Linked DNA regions of Gossypium arboreum: all the other regions are linked to region 2. The links are chromatin contacts, called in public Hi-C maps. All regions are on one chromosome and are shown on one strand. The core of a region is the stretch at or near the end of the contact, and the rest is flanking DNA. Distances in the headings are between cores, read along the strand shown. Region 1 holds the start of LOC108454058 (vacuolar-sorting receptor 1-like). Region 2 holds the start of LOC108453375. Region 3 holds the start of LOC108489328.

Evidence for each region. Hi-C and Micro-C count contacts between places; a contact is called where the count stands out from the background.
Region 1: a contact with region 2 is called in a Hi-C map of leaf, with 2.7 times the contacts expected there. The contact joins the promoter of LOC108454058 here to the promoter of LOC108453375 in region 2. A contact is called at or near these places in 2 of 5 Hi-C or Micro-C datasets (both in leaf).
Region 3: a Hi-C map of leaf shows a contact between it and region 2, with 2.9 times the contacts expected there. The contact joins the promoter of LOC108489328 here to the promoter of LOC108453375 in region 2. A contact is called at or near these places in 2 of 5 Hi-C or Micro-C datasets (both in leaf).

The regions. Positions count from the first base shown.
Region 1 is chr3:79,445,192-79,449,155 of ASM2569848v2, forward strand. LOC108454058 (vacuolar-sorting receptor 1-like) reads left to right here and starts at 2,500. Exons shown (of 11, transcript XR_001866666.2): 1 at 2,500-3,384; 2 at 3,638-3,964.
Region 2 is chr3:78,998,600-79,002,511 of ASM2569848v2, forward strand. LOC108453375 reads right to left here and starts at 1,419. Exons shown (of 4, transcript XM_017751445.2): 1 at 1-1,419. The coding sequence starts at 803.
Region 3 is chr3:78,575,313-78,578,917 of ASM2569848v2, forward strand. LOC108489328 reads right to left here and starts at 1,931. Exons shown (of 7, transcript XM_017793787.2): 1 at 195-1,931; 2 at 1-99. The coding sequence starts at 1,454.

The sequences.
Region 1 (3,964 bases), core at 1,250-3,749, 450 kb after region 2:
ATAAAGCATTTGTATTTAGCATGTTTTATCTTTCGGTTATTACATTGGAAATTGACTATATGAAAAAGAGTTCTTGCTATAAGATAACCAAATGGTTATATGTGAATCTAATAAATTGTTTTGTGCTTTGTGTATTAATGATTCAATATTTGATAAACTGAAGTTACAAAGGTATATTTTTGAATATGGTTTGATAGACTATCTGAATGTGTGAGAGTTTTATCTTTTTTGGTAATGCCTCGTAACCCCAGTCCGGCGACGGATACGGGTTAGGGGTGTTACACAATGAGCTAGGAGCGAGCTAGATAAGCTGGGGAAAACTAAGATTGAGCTCGTTGAGCTGAAATTAAGCTTCATTTTGCACTTGGGCCCCTCGTGTTTGGGCTAATCCCGATGTCATTGAGTTGTATCGAAACATGATGCGGCCTGAGCCGTATCAATTAGAGGGTTCACTCACCATTGGGTCGTTTGTATTTTGACTTTTATCACAAATAAAATGGCTGACTCTGATACCAAATGATAGGGATTGAAGGCGGAAGTGGATCGAATTCAAGTTGTTTAACTCAAGGAAGAAAGATTTGGATCTCGTAATTGGGCCTTGAGGAAAACTAAGCCGCTATCTATTATCAACTTTGAATTGGACCGAGATGCTTGTATAACTTTGAAAGACTTTGAGCTTCCAAACTTCGAAAAAAAAGCTTTGGTTTCTGAAAATACATTTGATAATTATTTTGAGCACTTGAACTTTGATTACTCGTTCCATTATGATATAGGTATCGATTTGAGGACAAATTGCTTTGAAGAGGAAGGGAGTGATGTGATCTCGGGTCCCTTAATTGGGCTCGAACCGAAGCCGCCAATTGAGTTTTAAAAAGTGATTAAACTTAAGACGCCTATAAGGCCCAAATCTGGACATCTTAAATAATTTATTTATTTCTATAGCTTTTTATTTATTTATGTTTTATTATTACAACGTTTTTAATATGTCTTCATTATTACATGTTTCATGAGTGTTTAAATTGTCTTTGTTATTACACCTTTTAAATGTGTCTTAAGCATGTTTAATATGTCTTAAAGTGTGTTAAATTCTTTCCAAGTTTATTATAGCTTTATTATTGCATTTAGAGTGTCTAATGTTTGTTTAATATGTCCTAGTAGAAGACTAATGGCTGGATTAATTAAATTTTAGAGGAGCTGCATATTTTTTCTATGGGGTTGTTCGGATTTACAAAAGCATCCATTTTGTTCACACTTAAATGGTTGATCGTATGGGCATTGAAAGTGACCTTTGGGTCAACACAAAGTGATTTATTGCACTATTTAAGATGGGAATTGAATGAAGCCATGGAGAAACCTTCTAGAAGCTGACTATTGGACATTTTCATGCTCTATTAAAGGTCACTGTCCATCATAATGGCTGATTGTGACTATTTGAGCTTACTTAATCCTTAAGCACACATGGACGAATTTATGAAGCTAATATTGGTTGTTGAAGAAAAGATATTAATCCATTTTAATTGTTCATGTACTTCATTTATGGCTGAACATGGCCATTCATCTACTAAGTGTCCAATATATTTTGTTTAAGTCATTGTTGTAGGTCAAGACTTTGTATTTATATAAACATGTTTGAGTTAATCTCTTTGTTCTTTAAGAATTTTTTGAACTTATCAAGAACTCGTTCTTGTGGCACTTTCAAACCGATCTTATCACTTTGTTAACTATCCCAAAGTATAACGATTATCCTTATACTTTTGGTTCTTATCTCAATGTACATAGGGGGTCAAGGTTCCATCCATTCCTAAATTTTTCGATTTTAAATAATTTTATAAAATTCGAGTCGTATTGATATATAATATTGGTTCATTTCTGGTTCATTTATATTTGAGAGTTACATAAAAAATTATCATTACTTTACTTTTTCTTTCAATTTCATTCAAATTTAGTGCAAATACTTATGTAGACAATCGGGTATATAAATCCTGAATTAATTCGTAATTGAGTTCACATCAAATATATAACTAAATTAAATATAAATTTAAAATATATAATTAAATATACAATTTTATGAAAGAAATATAATATATTTAATTGAATTTATGTGGGCTTGCATCCCTATCGAGCGAAACTCATCTCAGTCAGCGGGATTTACAAAATGAAGCAATTTAAGGAGGAAAATAGAAGGCAACACACGTGCAAAAACATATTTATGAATTATATTCTATTTTGCAGTTAAAGATTTTGGTTTATTAAAATCGAGGAAATCCACAGTGACAAGTCATATTCAGGGGCGAAATCAGGGGGAGGCATGACCCGGCCCCCCTAAAATGGGAAATTTTTATTTAGGTCCTTTAAATTTTTTAAAATTTTAAATTAATAAAAGTAAAATTTTATTTTAATTTCTAAAATTATAAAAATTTAATTTAATCCTTTAAAAATTATAAATATATAAACTATAATTTTCTTCTGCCCTCAAAATTTTTTTCTGAATTTGCACCTGGTCATATTCTTATTGAACAAAATGATGGTTAAAGAAAACCTTGATAATTGTTTATTTGGTGGGGTGGGGATAGATGAAATCTATCAGTTTAGCCCTGGAGTAAGCCAATTTTCAAATTTCAAGAAAGGGAATGAATAGTGTAAAAATGGAGATTGTGCTCTGTGGTGGATTGCAGTTTCAAATATCGAAAAATAAGTAAATAAGATCTATTATTAGGCTCATCTTAAAAATCCAAGCCCTTCATCAAATATTCAAATCTTTTTTATTTTTATCAGATCATCACGCAATTCAAATCGTAAATTATTTATGTTGGTAAACTAAGATAAATTGATATAATATAGCCAAAAGCCCAATCTATTTCTCAAACCTTGGATTTATCGCATCAGATTCTAAACTTCGATAAATCTTACAAACTTGTTCTTACGGACTCTTTGTTTTGTATTTTTGTTTGGTATACAAATGCAAAAGGAGAAATAGAAAAGAAAAATTCAGCTAAAAAAAGGGTAACTTTTATGCTAAGTAATAGATTCAAAGGTTCTTCATCTTGGGTTACTATCACAAAAGTTTCTTATTTTTGCGTGGAGGAAAGATGAGAGAAAAGTTTGGGGTTTTAATCTGCGTATGGATTATGTTATTGGGGAATTGTTTGGGGAGGTTCGTAGTGGAGGAGAACAGCTTGAAAGTGACATCACCTGGGTCAATCAAAGGAGTTTACGAATGCGCGATTGGGAATTTTGGGGTCCCTCAATATGGTGGAACCTTAGTTGGTACGGTTGTTTATCCTAAGGCAAACCAAGGGGCATGCAAGATCTTTGATGAGTTTGACATCTCCTTCAAATCAAAGCCTGGTGGACTCCCTACTTTTCTCCTTGTTAATCGTGGAGGTCTGCCAGTTTTTCCTTGTAAATTTTATCATTGATGATCCAATTTTGGAAATTATGATGGGTTATCATTACGTTCTATCTTTGTAAATGTGACACGTGATAATCTGAGTTTTGCATACTTAAATATGTTAGTAGTTGATAGTTGGCACTTGTTATATTTAGAATTGCCTACCGTGTTGATTTAAACTTGTTGGCCTTATTTTCCCTTGGTTTCGGTTTTTATCTTCTCAATTAGCTTTTTCTCTTCTGCCAGATTGTTTCTTCACCTTGAAGGCATGGAATGCTCAGAAAGCTGGAGCTGCTGCAATTCTTGTTGCTGACAACCAGGATGAGTCCTTGATTACCATGGATACCCCTGAAGAAAAGAATGCTAGTGCTGAGTACCTGCAGAACATCACCATTCCATCTGCCCTCATTAGCAAATCTCTGGGAGACAGTTTGAAGAACGCCATAACCTTTGGGGAAATGGTTAAAATCAGTCTGGACTGGACCGAATCTCTTCCGCATCCTGACGAGCGAGTTGAGTATGAGTTTTGGACAAATAGCAATGATGAGTGTGGACCAAAGTGTGACAGCCAGA
Region 2 (3,912 bases), core at 169-2,668:
TGAAAGCTTGTCCCACTCTCACCCCTCTTAGTCAACATGCCCCTGTGGTCTGCATCAGATGAAGCATCATAATTCGATGAACTAACCCCAAAAATCCTTCTCAAAAGCCACCTAATGCTCAAGAAGGACGTTAACAGTCTGCATGCAAAAATAACAATTCCTGAATAAGATTTCTTCGCCAAACAATCTTCAACTCCTCCAAAGTCACCAGTGCCATTCTTCCACCAATAGCTAGGCTTCCCTCCAACAGACCCAGAGACCCAGTTGCCATTCTCTAACCAATCCTGCCCACACATCCACCCATTCTCCGACCATCCTTTTCCATTCAAGAGTTTACCACTTTTTCCAACAAGATCCTTAATGATCCCAGAATTTGAAATACCCAGACCAGGTGGACCTGGCAGGTCCAAAACAGGTCTCTTTGAAATATGGCCACAATAAGAGCACATAAACCGACCACCACCAGGTTTCTGATCCCTGTATGGAGTCAGGCAGTTCCGGCACCTTCGTGTTGCAGTTTTGCGAAGCTTCTGCAATTCTATAGCCTCAAACCTCTTCCTCTCCCTAAGGCGTGCATTCCTTCTAACCCTCCAAGCAGATAGCCGGGGAATTAAAATCTCATACCAAAACAGAGTTGCCAAAAGCACAAAAACGCAAGCCAGCCTTGGGGACGTGATCTCAAATCGAAAATCAGGTGGCAATAGCTGAGAAAGAGCCCATAAACCTATGAGAGGTATAACTAACCAAGGCAGCATCGTAGCAACCCGGCGAGACCACTTCTGAATCACACACAGTATACACATTATCCTCTAACCCAAACCTATCGTTCCCGTTTTGCAAATCAATGGCTAAAAACCCTAAAATCAACCCCCCCAATCTGGCTACCTCCTCCAAAAAGAAAAGGTTCCAACATTAAAAAACTAACCCAGGAAATCCCGTTCCAAATCGAAATATATATATTTCAAAGCAGCAATTCTTCAAGAACCCTAAGCAGCATTTACAATCGCGAATTCTTCAAAACTAGATATGAAAAAGAAAAAGAAAAAGAAAATAACTAACGTCCAATTAATATTTAAATTTTAAATACATAGATGAATACATTCAATTAAAGCCCTAGAAATGGATGTATTCGGTTTTTTCTTTTTTTTTTCTCTCTTATGTTATTTTCCCGAAAGGTTTCTTTCTAAATGCTCAGAGGCAAGCGTGAGGGATTCGCGGAACTTACAGACTCAGAGTCCATTTCGGAGCCGAATCGGGTTGGAGCGGTATGTGAAAATAGATAAGAGAGATATGTAGAAGAAAATAAGGGAACCGTATTACTGCAAACGATAATTAATTTTTAATATGCAACCTCTCTTAACCGGTTTTCTTGGGCCGCCTCTTTCTTAGACCGCTTCGTTGAAATGGCCATCTAATTTAATAAGATAAAAATCAACTGTTAGATATTTTGATAATAGAGTAAAAACTCAGATAAATATCCTCTCTGCCTTCGAAATTGTTGAAAGTTCTAGGGTACGTTTTTAAAACAAAATATTTGTTAAGGGTACTTTAATAAGTTTTTAAATTATATTATTATGTTGTGTTTTGTGTTTAATATTCTACACAGTATTTTGAGGAAAAGGGATTTTAATGAAATGAATAGTTTTGATTACGCTGTGTTTTGTTTCAGTTGTAATTGCCTTTGCTTTCTTTCCATGTGGCAATCATTTTTTTTCGTTATAATCGACGAATAAGGGAAAGAAGGAAGGCATGTTTTTTGCTTTTGAGTAAATAAATGAAAATTTTATTTTCTTTCTCTGCTCTTTCTTAATGTTTTTTGTTCTCTTAGTTTTCTTGGAAACAATCTCCTAACAAAGGTATCAGAGCAAGCCAATTCTCATGTTCGGGGATGGAATTTTCACTTGTCTACAAAAGGAGGTTACTCATCTATAGTAAGAAGTCACTAAGCTTCAATCCGAACTCTCTCAACTGGATAGTCATATTGGAGACAAATTGGATAGTCATATTAGGGATAGGTTCAAAAAACTAAAGGAGGATTTTCGGGGTAAGTTGAAGGTTGAGCTTCAAGGTCAACTTCATGGTATATTTAAGCAATATTTGGGAAAACTTTTACTGTCTGACAAGGGGAAAGGAGTGTTAAGCGGGCCTCCACCAAGATTTCCTCTTAAGGATTCCCTGTTTCCATTCCAAAATTCCGATGTTGTCAAGGTCAATACTAAACCCCCTAAATTGGATTGCCCTCGTTTTGACTGTACAAAATTTAGAGGTTGGTAGGCAAAACTAGAATAGTACTTTTTGACTGAGGAGATTTTGGTGAATGCTAGAGTAAGGATGGTCATGTTGTATCTAGAGGGAAAGGCTCTCGATTGACATCATATTTATGCTCAAAGGCAAAGGGGTTCCACATGTTGAATTGGAGTCATATGCGCAAAAACCCAAGGACAAGTTTGGATATCAAACTTTCCAGGATCCTATGAAAGAATTACTCTCCCTTAAACATACAGGTTTGATCAATCAATACTATAATTCTTTCATTAGTTTGTTAAATTAGTTGCAGTTACCTAAACAATACGCTATCAGTATATTCATCAATAATTTGAAAGCTGATGTGGGGCAATACCTAGAGCTTTTAAAACCTACCACCCTGATGGAAGGGTTTTTGATTGCTAGATAGGTGGAAACCATCCTCAATGGCTCAACCAAACGAGAGTTGTTGGTGGGGTGGGGTGCTCATTTTAAGCCTACCGTAACATTCTAGTTTAGACCCTAGTCGAAATAGTGGTTTTGAGACCACAAATCCAAGTCAAAAACCAAACGAGAGTTGTTGGTGGGGTGGGGTGCTCATTTTAAGCCTACCGTAACATTCTAGTTTAGACCCTAGTCGAAATAGTGGTTTTGAGACCACAAATCCAAGTCAAAAAATATTTTAATATTATTTTCCGTGTTTATAATATATGAATTTATGTCTGTAAAAGTTTCGTATGAAAATTTGATCATTTGTGTGCTTAATCTGATAAAAGGACCTAATCGTATAAAATGTAAAAATGGCTTGCTATCTGTTAAAAGTGTCTTTTTGATATGGCTTATTGATTATGAGTTCCTTATGTTGTTAATATGCCATTTATATTGAAAGTGGACTAAAATGGCCTTATATGTTAATGTTTTAAATGTTTATTAATCATGGGCAAAACGATAATTGTTGCATAATTAAGTATTTAATAAAAGAAAACATGAAAGTGGTGTTATATTCATCCTTGTTCAGCCAAAAATAGAAGAAAATAATAGGGTCTTGAGCTTTGAATGTTCGACCATGATAAAGCTTGATTAAAGGTTCATTTTTGTTCGGTTTTTGATAATTTCTACGTTTTTGTGATCGTTGCTTAGTATATTATCAAGCACATGTCTTAATTTCTTATTTTGATGGTGATTTTGAGTTATGCCATTGTTGATTTTGTAAGCTTTGTGAAGGTAGTTGATGGAAAATGAAAGATATGTTTTAGGTTAGTTTATTTTGTCTTTGAATTTTTGATGAATTTGAGTAAAATGGGCTAAATTGTGAAAATGAGTTTTTGAGGGACTAAAATGTGAAATAAATGAAACATATGGGCTTATATGAATGCTATGAGAATTCGGCCTAACATAGGTATAAGTAAATTTTGTGTATTTTGTGATTTTGTGAAATAGGGACTAAATTGTCAAAATGTAAAAATATGAGGGCTAATTTGTAAAATGCCCAAAATGTGTGTTTGTGGATTGATTTAATGATTTGTTTAATAAAAAGGTTAAATTTGAATTTATATAGATCAAGAACAAAAGAAAATAGAATTAGATCTTGGAAAGTCGAAAGTCGCTGAGTAGCCGATTCCGTCTATCCGAATCCGTACGAGGTAAGTCGATATACAAAGAAATGCA
Region 3 (3,605 bases), core at 681-3,180, 420 kb before region 2:
TTCCAGCAAAACAGTGAGTAGTTCCAAAGCAATAATCTCGTGAGCCACTTGTTGGTTCACAAGATGAGCTACAAATTTAACAGCTGCCAATAATTGAGGCTGTCCAATACAAGAAACAGTCAGTTACACACACACACACACACACAAAAAAAAAACCCTAAATCATCAGAATTAGTGAAGGGGCAATTAATCACCTTGTCATTCCGCTTATATGCTCTCTTAAGCTGCAAAACAATCCTTCTCAACAATAGCTCCCCCACCTCAGGAAACTTGGTGTTAACAACAGCCACCAGTGCAGCAAAAACATCAGTGAAACCTGGAGATGCCATCTGAGATTTCATGCACGAACGACAAAAGAGACCTCTTCCTCGAATAAGATTCTCAGCAAAGAGTTCCGGAATAATATTCTTGATATTAGTAGCATTTACTTTGTTAACAAGACCATTGATACTTTTTCTGAGGGCATCCCATGTTAATCGCTGATACTCAACACTGCTCTTATCCTGTGTCTCTTTCATCATTCTAGCTAATTTAAATGGAGGAATGTAAACTCCTCCACTCCTACCTAAATTCGAGGTATCACCATTCAAGTTGGTTTGCTGAAAAGCTGGTTGTTTCTGCTTGATTTCTCCTTCCTCTTTCTCCTTAAAGCTATTATCATCTCCGTCTCTACGGCTTGGTTGATTATCATTGTCTCTCCTTTGACTTCTATTCTCAAGTTCTGTATTTCTATGGGACCTTCTTCCGCGATCATCATCATCAGAATCATGCCGTGAATGACGCCACCAGTCCCTATTTCTATACCTATCTTCTTCCCGCTGCTTATCATTATGCCAATCCCTATGTCCAGTGTCATGCCTATGACGTCTATCCCTTTTTCCACTCCTGTCCCTCTTGGCTCGCCTCTCTTCTTCTGACTTATCAGAAGATTCAGAACTTTCCTCCTGTGTATCTTTCCGCCTAGCCTTGGAATCATTTTCACCTTCACGAATTCTATCTCTTTCATGCCTTCTATCCCTAAAGGAAGGCTTGTCATCTTCTTCATCAGAAGATCTTGACCCTTCTTCTCTCCGCCTATCCTTACCATCATCATCACCGTCATGAATTCTCTCTCTTTCACCCCTTCTATCTCTATAGGAATGCTTGCCATCTTCTTCATCAGAGGATCTAGGACGTTTTTCTCTCTGCCTATCCTTACTATCATTATCAGCATGAATTCTTTCACTTTCTTCGCTCCTCTCTCTATTAGCACGCTTGCCTTCTTCTTCACCAAAAGATCCAGAATTTTCCCTCTGCCGCTTCTCCCCATTCTCATCGCCATGTTCTCTTTCTCTTCCTCTTTCTCGTCTTCCCCTTTCCCTATCTGACCTAGAATACCTTTTGCGACGATTACCACGTTCCCCACTCTCATCTCTCGAATCATCGCTGCTCGATTCATTGTATCTTCTAGCCATACTTTAAGTAGTTACAGAATCAATTATTAAAAAGAAAAGGCGCCTTCAATACCCCCTCCCTCGGCGAACCGTTCTTGAATATCGAAACAAATTGGATCTATAGAAAATCGAGACGCCTTGAAAGGAGAAACATGAACAAAGATGAAAAATAAGAGCGAGGTAAGGCTGACCTGACTCAGTGCGGCAACTTGCAAGAGCTCAAACTCAAGCCCGAGAAGCAGAGAGAGGTCGATTAGACGCCATTTGTTCAATTAGAGTAACGTCGAATCAGTGCGCTTCAGCGAAGTCGAAGACAGTGGAGCAAGAAATATCCGATAACTTTGTGCCGGTGAAGGTTTGATAGGTTTTTATGCCTAATCCAACAAATTTCTTTCAAAAATAAACCCTAATTTTGATAATCGTTCGGCCCTTTTAACAATTACAGCGTAGCTCAAAAATAGTAACAAGGTTAACCACCGGTATTATTATTAATATTCGTATTTAAAACACCCATATGTAACACATTAAAAATTAAATTAAATTATAGATAAAATGAGATTAGAATTTGTGTGGTAAGGATAAAATTTAATTCTCATGAGTTTAAATTTAGAATAAGTATATTTTATTTTTTAAATTAAAAGAATTAAAAGTGCATATAATTTGTTTTGAATACAAAAGGTCCTTTTTGTAATTTCTTAATTGAGTTAGTGTTTAGTTGTAACATCCCTTACTTGGAACACATTTGGAACTAAAGCTAACTTAATTTAAGCATAAATTTCAAGACTTCACTTTAACATAAATATATTAATTTGAGTTTATTTAGGATTTTTTTAGAAACTAACTTAAAAGAATTTATTAATTACAAAAATTACCCAAATTCAAAATCTTGTACGAGAATAACTTGTTTTTTATAGTGCACTCTGGTGTCGCTATACCCATTGACGATACCACCCCTAATAATGACACAATGATTGGTCATTTTAAAATAATAATAAATTTTTTGTGTTAAAATATGAGTATTTCGAGAGAAAAAGAAAAAGAAAAATATTTTAATGAGTGTCGTCGCTCTCTTTTACAATACCAAATGAATTTATAAAAAAAAATTAGTGTCGCCATTCTTGTTGGCGACATCGATGTCAATAAATATGGATTTTTTTTTGGGTGTTGCTAGGCTGTGCAACGGCATCGATGTCCATATAAACTCATACCCAATGAAAGATCAGCATATGTTGAAGTAATTTTTTTTTATGTTGAAGAGATGAAAGGAGAAATTGTTGGGATTAGTTGTAGAGGAGAGAACACGATAAAAATTTTAAATGTTGAAAAAACGGGGAGGGAAGATTTTTTTTTTTGTGTGTGTGTGTGTGTGTGTGTGTGTGTGTGTGTGTGTGTTTGTGTTTGTGTTTGTGTTTGTGTTTGTGTTTGTGTTTTAGTTAGAAATTTTGATAGTTTGAAGGTATGTCTTGTTTAACAGTGATTCGGTGGAGCTCAGACACAAACATATTTCATTTGTCATTTGGGGAGTGTATCATCACCTACAAAATTTATTTCCCAATTGAGAGTAATGAGAAATTTTTTGCTATGGTTATGCGGTCACGGGTTCAAATTGGTTATGCTATCAAGGAAACCCTTTAGGGGAGAAAGTGTTGATTACGGTGGGCACAAGTTTATGGTAGTATTCGTGCGGCAACAGTTCTAGTTATTAAGGTAATGCATTAGATGAAGGCTGACCGAACCTTATCTCACTAGAAGCACCCTTGGGTCACGAGATTCCTGACGGACTCAAATCAAGCAAAGTTGAATATCACAGGATTTTCGATAGACTTAATTCAAGCAAAAGATAATGAAATAGGAGAAAATACTTATTAAATTACATTAGTAATTGTGTAATGTGATTATTCTAATTGTAGTTAGTATTATTGAAATAAAAGTTAAGATGATAGTGGAGATGGTCAAGTTTTCAATCCATTATTAATGTAAGCAGAAGTTTGATAAATAAAAATAAAAGTTTTTTAGCTTATTAGAAAACGAATTATAGTTCTTAACCTTTAAACATTAATTCGTATCCGAACTGATATAAAATTGGGAAGAATAAAAAGAACCAAGAAAGAATGAAGAAAGAAAATGATAAAAAAAAACAAACTGGTAAAAAATGAAGAGAAAGAGAGGGAA